2 separate regions of the Danio rerio genome follow, and region 1 is linked to region 2. The links are chromatin contacts, called in public Hi-C maps. All regions are on one chromosome and are shown on one strand. Each heading gives the region's core, a stretch centred on a gene start, on an enhancer-like site or on the middle of the called end of the contact. The rest is flanking DNA. Distances are from core to core; before and after follow the strand shown.

The links. A called contact is a pair of places that touch in the nucleus more often than the background predicts.
Region 1: a contact with region 2 is called in a Hi-C map of gastrula embryo, with 2.9 times the contacts expected there. The contact joins two enhancer-like sites. A contact is called at or near these places in 8 of 18 Hi-C or Micro-C datasets (caudal fin, embryo, gastrula embryo and 2 more) and 1 of 4 datasets of contacts at active chromatin or transcription factors (gastrula embryo).

The regions. Positions count from the first base shown.
Region 1 is chr11:21,108,850-21,115,742 of GRCz12tu, reverse strand. magi1b (membrane associated guanylate kinase, WW and PDZ domain containing 1b) reads right to left here. Exons shown (of 22, transcript NM_001007063.2): 4 at 3,916-4,122. Among named protein-coding and RNA genes, the nearest start is that of rhol, 78 kb to the left of the region's middle. Within about 2 kb of position 3,807, at least 21 of the 62 cell types and tissues checked have an H3K27ac peak or open chromatin away from gene starts, as enhancers often do.
Region 2 is chr11:21,039,726-21,045,976 of GRCz12tu, reverse strand. The region is part of intron 1 of magi1b (membrane associated guanylate kinase, WW and PDZ domain containing 1b); the gene reads right to left. Among named protein-coding and RNA genes, the nearest start is that of magi1b, 77 kb to the right of the region's middle. Within about 2 kb of position 1,841, at least 11 of the 62 cell types and tissues checked have an H3K27ac peak or open chromatin away from gene starts, as enhancers often do.

The DNA.
Region 1 (6,893 bases), core at 2,558-5,057, 68 kb before region 2:
AATGAATGAATGAATAATAAAATTGAAAAATATTACCAATTTTAAATCAATAACACAATCTTGGTGCACAAGAGACTTCTTTTTAAAATGTGTATGCACTATGCCATTGTCGGTCCCATACAAATGTCATACTACAGGTTGATAGAGCACCAAAATAAATCAAATAAACTGCTTTAAAAAACAATTGGAGCAAAGCTACTGTTTCCAAATATACTACATCCACTTAATGATACAACAGCAAACAAAATTCAGATATAAACACTCTCCATATAAGCAACTATATTAATTGATTAAAAGTTTTAAATCCATGATTGAGCCTAACTTTAAAATAACCTAATCAAACAGTCTTCAAAACAGGTTTACACCTGCTATTAAGAAGCATTTTGGTTAATCAGATTCCAAATAGATGAGAGAGACACATTCCTATTCCTATTTAGTGTTATAATCTGTATACATTTTGTAAACATTTGACCACTTGCCTGATTTCTTTCAGGGAAAGATTGTGAACATGTTATTTTATGGGCCTGTTCTGATCTTATGACAGGGCTCTACACTAACAGTTATATTAGGAGCACTTGCGCTCCTAATCAAAAAGATTTAGCAGCACAGTAAAAAATGTAGGAGTGCACAGAAAAAAAAGATTATCCTTAAATGATGTAATATTGTTGTGCTACATAACATACAAAAGTATAGAGAACATTTCTTAATATAAAATAAATAAACATAGCTTTAAAAAATTCAAAAGTGTAAAATAACATTGTGTAATTGACATATGTATGTGAAAGAAGACTATAGAAATCAAAATGCAGGGCAGCAGTTTAAGTTTTGCACTGAAAGCTGCAAAATCAAGACCTTGTTCACATCTGTTTTACTTGATCCATTTAAAAGTGGACAACTCTGAAAACAGTAAACTGGAGGGAAAATGTTTTATGTTAATCTACTTTTAAACACTTCCATAGGTAGTCGAAAATGCATTTAATTACTTTTGAGATGTTGTAACACATACTGTAGGGGTTGAAAAAGGCACAAAATGGGATAAAAGTAGCATTTGACTCCCAATCAGCTATTTGAAATAAAGCCTTCTTGTCCATTCTCTTCAGGGAGCATTTCTTTGGAGATTTACAGTACTGGTTTGTGAATGTTTTAATCCATCAATAAAATGTGCAATTTATTATTTTGATTTATGCAAACAATATATGATTTCAGTTAGCAAAACAAGTGTTGTATGACTTGTTATACAGGTTTATATGTAGACAATAAGGCACATACAGTTGAAGTCAGAATTATTAGCCCCTCTTTGAATTTGTTTTTCTTTTTTAAATATTTCCAAAATTATGTTTAAAAGATTCAGGAAATGTTCACAGTATGTCTCATAATATTTTTTCTTCTGGAGAAAGTCTTATTTGTTTTATTTCGGCAAGAAAAAAGCAATTATTAATTTTTTAAACACCATTTTTAGGACAAAATTATTAGCCCCTTTAAGCAAAAAAATTTTTCGATAGTCTGCAGAACAAACCATCGTTATACAATAACTTGCCTAATTAGCCGAACCTGCCTAGTTAACTTGATTAACCTAGTTAAGCCTTTAAATGTCACTTTAAGCTGTATAGAAGTGTCTTGAAAAATATCTAGTGAAATATTATTCACTGCCATCATGGCAAAGATAAAATAAATCAGTTATTAAAAGTGAGTTATTAAAACTATTATGTTTAGAAATGTGTTGAAAAATTTTTTCTCTCCGTTAAACACAAATTGGGGACAGGGGGCGAATAATTCAGGGGGGCTAAAAATTCTGACTTCAACTTTATATTTAAAAATTGTATAAATGCTGCACTATTTGGCAGTTTACATTCCATAATATATTTCATTAATATCACTGCTTTAAGATTTACTAGTAGTTTTAACTGTAAAAGTGTTTAAACAAAAATGGGGCTCCCAACGTTTTTTAGTACAGTACAAAAATGGTGCAAGCTTATTTGCCAATATTAGATGGAAGGCTCTGAAAAAGCTTATACATACACTCTCCTTAATAAAGCGGTTAAAAGAGGGCTTAAAACATCTATTCACCTAACATTTAAACATTATGGGAATGTCTCTCTCATCTACTTGTAATCTAGTCGACCAAGACATATCTTAAAACCAGTTGTAAACAAGGCCAAAGTGTTGAAAAATGTACAAACTCAAAAATAATAAACTAAATTTAACCCTGTATTAAGTATTGCCGTTCACTTAAAAAACGTATCTTAAAAGGTCAGTTTACACACAAATGTAAATTCTGTCAACATTTACAAGCCTCTGACTTCTTCCAAACCATCTGAGGTTTTTTCTGTTCAAAACAAAAGAAGATATTTTGAAGAATGTTGGAAACCGGCAACCATTGACTTCCATAGTCTTTGTTTTTCCAACTATGGATGTTAATAGTTACTGGTTTCTAAACATTCTTTAAAATATTTCTTTCATGTTCTACATAACAAAACAAAAATGGTTTGGAAGAAGTCAAGGGCGAGTAAATGAAATATAAATTATTTTTTAATGAACTATCCTTCTATGGAACTAATAATATGCCAAAACAATCTGAATTTAAATTGTGTTAATTTCAATTATTGACAATTGTAATTTAATAAATCAGAATTTTTATCTGACTTTTCGGTAATCATCTACACTTCACCGTTGATCACCCCTGACCTACTGTCTGCTGAATCTGAATTGCACAATCTGAATTTCTGGTTTTGAATTTTAGGTTATTGAATCAGTCTGAATTTCTTCATCTTGAAAACTTGAAACTTTACTTTTACAAACGGGACATCTGCAGTCGATGAGTTTGAAAATACGTCTATAAAAGAAAATCAGCCTTGAAAAACTCAGTTGTTTTTAATTTCAGATGTTCAATATTTAAGTTTTGAAATACAAATTCAAATTCATTCATAGATTTTCTAGTCGGCTTAGTCTCTCCATTAATCCGGGGACGCCACAGCGGAATGAACCGCCAACCCATCCAGCAAGTTTTTACGCAGCGGATGCCCTTCCAGCCGCAACCCATCTCTGGGAAACATCCACATACACATTCACACACACACTCATACACTACGGACAATTTAGCCTACCCAATCCACTTGTATCGCATGTCTTTGGACTGTGGGGGAAAATGGAGCACCCGGAGGAAACCCATGCGAAGGCAGGGAAAACATCCAAACTCCACACAGAAACGCCAACTGAGCCGAGATTCGAACCAGTGACCTTCTTGCTGTGAGGCGACAGCACTACCTACTGCGCCACTGCCTCGCCCAAATTCAAATTAAGAAATTCAAATTCAAAAGGATTTTTAATGTCATATGAAAATTCAGATTTGTCAATTGTCAATAATTCAAATTAACACAATTCAAATTCATATTGTTTTGGCATATTATTAACTCCCTATCCATCTAATACCAGGTGACAATGCCAAAGTAATCAAAAGCGGTCAGAAAAATCAGTAAAACCAGCATTAAATCTCATGAACAAAAACACATCTTACCAGTTGCAAACAGGGCCATTAATTTGCATTTCAAAACAACGAAATGCACCTACTTTAATGTTTAACCATTTCCACAATCTGTACTTACTGTTGCCTATTAGTAATCAGACCGCAAGCCTGTAAACACCTCAGTTCGACACAAAAAATGCACCTCATTCAACACTGTTGTGAAAGTTGGCATCGCATAACTGTCCGATCAATACATAAGGACAGCTAGAGTCCATCTTGCTGCTTTCTAACACAAACAAACCCCTCCGCCACAGCCAGATGGCGCTCTTTCCCCCTTTCCTTCCTGAACGGGCAATGGCGAAGGAAGAGGAAAAGCAACAAAGAGGCATCACTCACTCATCTCTTCCTCCATGTGCCAGACACAAATGCAAACAAAGCGTCTCAGTGCTGACCTGTGAAGCTGCTGTTCATTTCAGGAACCTCGTCATCATCCTCAGTCTCTGTAGGCACTATTCCAGCATTTTGCATCTCATTGTAGGACTTGGTGCGACGCGGGGTGGACGGCTGGGATCCGGGAAGGCTGTCTTGAAGAGCATCGCCAGTGATCACTTTGCCACTAGGGGGCTTAATAGGCGGCTTGGGTGTGCCATAATAGTTACCTAGAAACAAGAGGATATTGGCAGAATTCAAGGAAAGACATAGGGTGGATAGGATGATTCCAAAATAATAGTTGTCACTATATTTCCCCAGTTGATTGATTACATTATTTGATTTTTTTTAAATCCTATGTTTAAGTTTGCAAATGAGGAAGTGTTTTATTAAATATAAGATTTCATTTGTCAATTTTCATTTATTTTTTAACATGTTTGAGTCAAATTTCTTTTAGTGCCTCATAATTCAAAAAACACTGCAAACAGCCAGAAAAAGTGGAATTTGTAGAATAAAAATGTTGTACTGTAATACAGTTGAAGTCAGAATTATTAGCCCCCCTGTTTATTTTTTTATTCAATTTCTGTTTATTGATAAGAAGATTGTTTCAACACATTTCAAAACACTCGATTTTGAGAGTTTAGACCAGATTTATCATCCTCACATTTCAACTCATTTCTAATCACTGATTTATTTTATCTTTGCCATGATGACAGTAAATTATATTTTACTACATACTTTTAAAGACACTTCTATACAGCTTAAAGAGACATGTAAAGCCTTAACTAGGTTAATTAGGCAAATTAGGTTATTTTATAACGATGGTTTGTTCTGTAGACTATCGGAAAAATCTAAAGGGGTTAGTAATATTGTCCTTAAAATGGTTTTTAAAAAACTTATAACTGCTTTTATTCTAGCCTAAATAAAAAAAAGACTTTCTCCAGAAGAAAAAATATTATCACTCATCCTGTGAAAGTTTCTTTGCCCTGTTAAGCATCATTTAGGAATCAAAGGGGGACTAATGATTCGGACTTCCACCGTTTATAGAGGAATGAAAACATGGAATGAATGCCTTCAGACATTACATGCTTTGTAACAAGTAAAATGAGGCTTTAAAAAATTGTTGAAAAAATATTTAATAGCACAATATTAAGTGGATTGTTGATCTGGATGTTATGTATGAATTTGTTTTTTTGTTTGTTTTTATTGCACTTTGTTGTTATGAATTAATGTCATTTTGTTCTGTGCTCGATGGACCCCAGGAAGAATAGCTACCTTGTTAGTGGCTAATGGGGATCCTGATAAAAATAAAAATAAATAAATAAATAATAATATACAGGGTTTCTACAGGTTTCAAGTCAAATTTAAGACTATAATGAATAAAATTTCAGACTTACACAAGGGTAAATGCTGAAAAAAACTATTTTAAAGCCCAAAAGTTAAAGTTAAAATCTATTTTAAAAGCAAATGTTATTTTAGAGAAGATAATTAAACCATATTAATGATTAAATAGAGTTAATAAATAAACGCTTCTTAAAACTTTTATTGAAATATATTATTAGTGACTTGATGGGTGTTTGGTATAGCTTTACATAAACATAGGTAAATTAAGACCTGTAAAAATGATTTAAGATCTACAACACAATATTTCAGTATGACTTTTTAAGGACTAAAATTAGATTTTTGAAATTTAACCTGTTAAAGTCAAGTGTTATTTTGGTGTTTCCGCCTGGATTTTGCCTATACCCAAATTCAAAAGCTTCCTAAATCAACAAGCAGAGGTGTAAAAGCAAAAGTTTGCTATCATTTTAAAGAAAAAGCTTTAAATAGTCAAAAAACACTGTTGAAAGTAATTAAAATAGTTGTATATGTTGTTTGTGTTATAATAAACACCTCCAAAAAAGAGGGGCTTTTTTTGTAAAGTCAAATTTGAAAGTGTACCTTTTAGGTTCTGTGTGGTCTAGGTTGCTATAATTAAGGTTGTTGGTTCCTGTACATGTCAGTAATCATAGGAACAAAGAAAGATGTCTCCATCAAAATCTATGCAAAAGTTATTCTATTCCAAATGATGAGAGAATGGAACCACTAATGAGAGTATTGGGCAAACGGACCTTTAAAATTTTCATTTAGTTTTTTTTTACACATTTGAGTCAAACTCTCTTTTAGTGCTCCATAATTCAAAAAACATTGCAAACCGCAAGAAAAAGGAAATTTGTAGAACAAAATGTTGTATATACAGGGGTTCAACAGGTTTAATTAAGTCAAATTTAAGACTATTTAGACCTTATTAAGATCATTTTAAGACCATAATAAATGAAATTTCAGACTAACACAAGGCTAAATGCTAAAAAAAATTAAAGCCCAAGTTAAAAACAAATGTTATTTTAAGGAAGACAATTAAACCATATTAATAAGTAAATTAATAAGTAAAAGTAAGAGTTAATAGATAAATGTTTATTAAAACTTTTATTGAAATAGACATAGTAATAGGAAAATTATGGACAAAAAAATGGACATAAGAAAATTAAGAGCCGTTTCAAATGATTTCAGACCTACAACATAATAGTTCCTAAAATTTGTTTTTTGTTTCTGAAATTTAAGATATTTTAAGACTTTTTTAAGATACCCTTATATAACCAGCCAAAACACACATACACACACACACACTGTACTGTATGTGTTAAACTGTTAAAAATACCGTTAGATAAAAACATGCCTTTAAAATAAATACTGTAATTGAAATCTAAAGTCACAACTTGATAAACTGCTTATAATTAATTAATGAATTAATTAATTTATTTAATTATTTATTTTATGCCATAGCAGCAGCATTAGCTATATTCATGGCAAAAACTATACTAAATATACAATATATAACATACAATCATATCAGTTTCCTACAGAAACAAACAAAAAGAACATACACATAACATTTGAGTCATGTACAACATTTTAGTTTGATTAATGATATTGAATTTTCTAAAATTCCTCCAGAAGACAC
Region 2 (6,251 bases), core at 592-3,091:
CCGCTGCGTAAAAACTTGCTGGATAAGTTGGCGGTTCATTCCGCTGTGGCGACCCCAGATTAATAAAGGGACTAAGCCGACAAGAAAATAAATGAATGAATGAATATATATGCACAAAATTTGCATTAGTCTACAACAATAACAACTGTTATCTGAAAAAAAATAAAGATTTTATAAAGATTTTGGTATAATCTCCAGCTCTAGCTTGAATTAAAAAATGAGTTCTGCTTTAACTTGATCAAGAACAGTAGCTACAGAGTTGTCCATGTTATATGCAAAGAAGTCTAAGACACAAAATAAAAAAAATAAAAATAAATCAATAAAAATGTAAATAAAGAGAAAGTAAATAGCAAATAATGCAAAAAAGTCAAACAAAAAAGTAAAGGGATATTAAAATTAATAATAATATTAAAATAACAAAGATATATAATATAGAACAACTAACTAAATTATTCAAAACAAATGATTTAAATAAAAATTATAATAAAACAATGCAACAAATAAAATGTATGTAAATTAAAAATAAATACATTTAATTAATGTGCAGTAATTAAATTTAAATTAGATTAAATTTAAATTAGGGATGCTCGTTTCGGTTAATTTTCCCAACCGACAGTGGCCGCTCATTAACTGAATATTAACCATTAACCTAATAAATTAATTAATTAATAAATAACTGATGTGTGTATTGTGTGTCTAACACATTAAATAGGCCTATTGCATTTTAAAATATTGAATTGTAGCACAGAACAACACAAAACATCTAAACAACCGAACATCATCAAATCTTCTTTCTCCTGCAGTGTTTTCAACAGGATTTTTTTTCATTGTTTTTTCACTTTATCAGCCTGTATCTTAAAATAGAACAGTGCATTTCAAACTTATTTTGCCAGATCGGGTCAAAAATAATAATAAATTTTAACCATTAATTAGTTAAAAATGCATCCTTTTGGTTATTGGTTAAAAAGTTAATATGAGCATCCCTAATTTAAATATAATATATATTATTTTAATAAAATAAACAGAATACATTATTTCATATATTATATTATTTTAGAATATTTATATTATTTTGTTATAAAAAATAAAAAAGTATGGTAAACATGTACATTTTGGTTTATACAAAATTATTTATAAATATTAATTCAAATAATTTGACAATTATTTGAAATAAAAAGTACATAAAAATAAAATATAAACATATACATAAAATTATGAATTCCCCCCAAATTATTAATTCCCCAGGCCTAAGTTAAATGTCACTTTTCATAAAAAAATAAAAAAATAAATAATTAACGAAAATAAATAGATAGATTTCTTGGATTAATTCAATTCAATGAACAATACTTAATAACCAAATATCTCAAACACAACTGTTAGCTCCACATACGGCATCTTCTCCTCCCAAAAAGCTCTTTTCATTCAAACCAAAACACAAAAGAGCCCTGAACTTTTTAGTACACCGCTGTAAACCCTTCACCTCCTCACTCTCCTTCCTTCCCCTCAGCTTCCTCAGCACATTTCTGTCTCCTGACTTCATTCATTCCCTCAGTCCCTCATCCCGGTGTTTTCTCCTCCTTCATGTGACGCCACCGCTGTGTTTGCTGAAAGCCCGACCCTGAGCCCCTGCAGGGAAAAACAGCCCCCCCAGCAAGTTCACTCAGGAGTCAACATGGCAGACATTACAGCACCACCAGCAGAGCAGCCTTTGATTTCACCATTGATTTCTCATTCTGCTGATGCTTCACTGTAACCAAATGAAGCACGTGGAGCCCTGAAGGAGAGCAGATCTGATCTGATCTGACTGAGAGAGCAGAGCTGCAGCAGAGCAACAGCAACACTAGGGGGAGACACTGAACACTGGCTACATGCATTTATCACCTGATTTAATTCCTCACACAGATGGTTAGTGTATGAGCTTCTGACATAAAAATATGCATGATGACCTATGTTAAATGTTTCTGATATGTACAATAAAATGGATTGAGTTATAATAATAATACTACTACTAATAATAATAAAATCAAATAACACTTTAATTATAAAATATATATAAAACTAAAATTACAAAACTAAATTTGAAATAAAACAATGATTTTTTACTCAAATAAATAGGCAAACAGATTATTATTATTATTGTTATTATTATTTTTATTATTATTATTATTATTATTATTATTATTATTATCATTATTATTATTATTATTATAAATGAACATAATAATAATAAATCTGTTATTTATGACATAAAATGATTAATAATAATAATAATAATAATAATAATAATAATAATAATAACAATAATAAATATGATAATAATAACAAAAAAACTAAGAAAAGCCTTCTAATAAATTAATGACAATAAAAGTAAATAGAGTGATGAACGTAGCTGGAAAAAATACAGCAAAAGCAAACACTTTCCAGATATTAAGTTATTCAAAATAAAAATACAATAAAAAAAAAGTTTAAAAAAAAATTTAAATGCAAGATAAATATATAAAAGTATTAAAACTAAACTAAAATAAATCGAAAAGTTAAATGAAAATGATATTTAAAATTTAATTAAATTATTTTTAAAATAAATTAAATGTAAAATAAAATAGAAATAAATAAATAAAAATTTCATTAAATTATACTATATTAAATTAAAAATAAAATAAAAAATTTATTTTATTTTATTTTATTTTATTTTATTTTATTTTATTTTATTTAATACTACTTTGGAATGACAGTAGACAGGATAGGTTTTATCCATCCTGTGTGCATATTTCACAACCTAAGAGAAGCTGTTTGTAGTCAAATAAATAAATAAAAAAATATATGTAGTATAGCATAAATAAATTGTGATGATAATATCGTAGATAAGAACTCTCCTTCACCACTGTCATGCCCCACAGCTCCATCAAACACTTCTACATCTGGGACTACTGCTATCACCTCCAGACTTTTCCTTCATCCGTCCTGGCGTTTTCCTGTGATTCTCTGCTCTCGGGCCGCTCCGACCCTGGAGCTGATGTCCATGACCCAGTTTGAGCAGCGCTGATGCTGATGCTGAGTCACAGACCGGTGAAGGTGAAGTTCTCCACATCAGGCCACATCTGCCTGAATCTATATTTAGCACGATAACTCACTCAAGCGGCCCCGTCATTTAACTACATTCACAAGCAGAGAGAGAGAAAGAGAGAGAGAGAGAGATAGAGAGAGACACTATATACATGCACATCATAAACATAGGCTTAGGCAACTTCCCAAACAAGTCTTTGACACACTAATCTAACAGTGGCCCACATGCAGCCCTGATCCTGTGCAAACTATGTGCTACGTAATATTGATACAGTAATACAGCAGGGTATAGGTGATGTTAAATAGGTTTTAAACTTAAAAAAATAAGTTTTAAAATAGGTTTTAAACTTGTCTTTATGAACCAACAAAATGAGCCTAGAACAAATCATGAATCCAATGAGCATGAGGAGAGAAGGAGATCTTTAAATAAGAGATCAGAGTAAAAAAATAAAACTGTGGCATATGAAGGTGAAAAGATTTTATAAACATACCAAAACAAAAGCAACAACAACAAGACAGACATAACACAGAAATAATTAAACATATAAATAAAAGAGAACAAAACAAAAATTAAGTCAAATAAAACAGAACAAAATACTAAAAGAAAAGCTTAAAACTTACCATAAAAAAGAAACAACACTGTAAAAAAGTTGACAACTTAAAATTGTAAGGTAACTTGATGCTGCAGAGCTGTGTGCAAGGTTTATATACCACCTCAGATATTGGGAGTGGCGAGTCACTGGCATTGTTATTTTGAGGGTTGCAGTCTGAAAAGTTTGGGAATTCCTGATTTACACTATACAGCACTGTTGGTTTACAAGAGAAAATAAACAATCAAACAAACATAACCCTGTTACACTACTACACTTAATTTTGGTTTCATTATAAAAAATAAAAAAAAAGTGTTTAATGAGAATCTGAAATATTTGATGGCATACTTCAAAAAATAAAGATGAGTTAGTATTCAAAAATCTTTTATTTTTTAAAATAATATTTTTTGAAAATATATGAAAAAAAATGCATTGAATGTGTTAAGTAGTGCCATTAGGAGTAAATATATGCAATACAAATTTTGTTTTTAAAATAAAAGTAAATTAATAAATGAAATGAAAAAAATGTTTTATAAACACAACAAAATATAAATAACCATAAAAACAAAACTAAAACTAAACAAAACTACCAAAATAAGACAAAACACAGCAAGACAAATAAAAACAGAACAAAGCTACACAAAAACTAAATCTTCAAAAACTAAAAAAAACACAAAGAAATAAAACAAAACAAATTAAAGACACACAAACAAAAAATAACAATTAAGTAAAATATAATTAATCAATTAATCAATAAATAAAACAAAACACTAAATAAAAGATAAAAGATAAAAAAGAAACAATAAATCAAAACAAATAAAAGAACAATAAAAAAACAAAACACTGAAGCAAAACACAAAACTAAACAAAAATTAAACTACATGCACACACATATATAAATGCAAATAAAATACAAAACAAAAGTGACCATGGCATTTAAATGTAAAAAAAGGCTTTTATAAACAGTAAAAAAAGTCAAAACACAACAAATCAATATATTAATAATAGATGTTCTCATCAGCAAAAAAATACATTAAAATAAATATGTATTGCATTGTAACTGATTTTTAAATAAATTATTAGATTAAACAAAAACAGCATGACACACTTGTCCTATATAAAACAGTTTCAAGGCTACAATAAAAAAAGTAGTTAGAAAACAAAAACACTGAAAACCTCCCCTATGATAGCCAAGGGAATGTGAAGCACATGCAATTTTAATGCGTTGCCTTCCAAATAACATTTTTTCCTTAATTTTCATGCTTAAAATATCAAGCGCCCATATGTGCAGAGTCTGTTACCGCCACAAAACCTCAAGGGGCTTCGCAATCTGTCAGATCCGAAAACCTGCACTCATTCAGACAAAGACACAACGCATGAGCGCACAGATCACCTGCGTCACACATACATCTAAACACAGTGCTGATTGTACACTTACCACTATAACTGGACTGTTGTATATTGTTTAAGACACCCCTAATATTGGCTGTTTCCTCGAATATTGCTGTGATGAGCGGTTAAAGAGAGTGATTTTGGATATTTTGAAGTGATTTGCCTTATTTCTAAATGAATCTGACGTCTTGAACGAATCAATCATTAAGACTGGAATTTGACTGACACCTACTGGAGGTTCGAGAGTCATATTTATTCATTCATGACAGGCCTAAAGTAGCTGTAGTAACACATCTACATAAATAAATATGTTTATTATAATTAAAAAAGCAACAAAAAATTAAAAATATAGCAAATTAAAATAAAACAGCAGAAAATACTTTGATCAACAAAACATTACAAATTATGCAGTAAAAAGCAAAACGACAAAATTAAGCAAATTAAAAACAAGAAAAAAGAACAATGATAAATAAAATCTCATTAAAAAATTGAATAAAGTGAAACAGTTAAAAAAGGTGTCCCACTAGGCTCTTGACTGGCACCCCCTCTTTTTTCTATTGTATTGATCATTTAGGCAAGGTAATAACACCTATATAATTAGATCTTTATGCAGACAATAAAAATTATATTCACCTGCATCTTCATTGCCTCAATGTTTCAGTATTTATTAACTGAACTCCATTGACAATAACAATAAAAAAAAGTTTGGTATGAGGTTTCCGTATGAATCGCTATTGTTTTACTAAAATTTAGGTGCTGAGGGCGCGCATTAGAAGGAATGCCAATAAACTTAGGGTGTAAGTTTGTCATTTGCAATCGAGGCACGCAACTTTCACGGAAAATAGGTAGCGACGTGCACATGGTGTGCAAGCAGTGCGCATGTCATGCAGTAGCATTATCCAGTCGCAGCTAGTTGAAAAACATCTAAACTTTTCCAAATGCCGCAAGCGCACCGTGATCATGACAGTAGAACTAACCAATCTGCTTCCCACTTCGTATGGAATATACACATTTCAGTAAAAATAGACTAATTACCTCAGACACACACAGCACATCCAAAAACTGCAGCGGTTTTTCATTTTCTCCATAAACTTGTATGAGAGCTGCAGCAATGGTTTGTCCATTTGTCATCCTCTGAAAAAATGGTTGACGATCGCCTATTATAGAAAGACGACAGGGGTGCACGAGCACAGAGCGCATAGAACA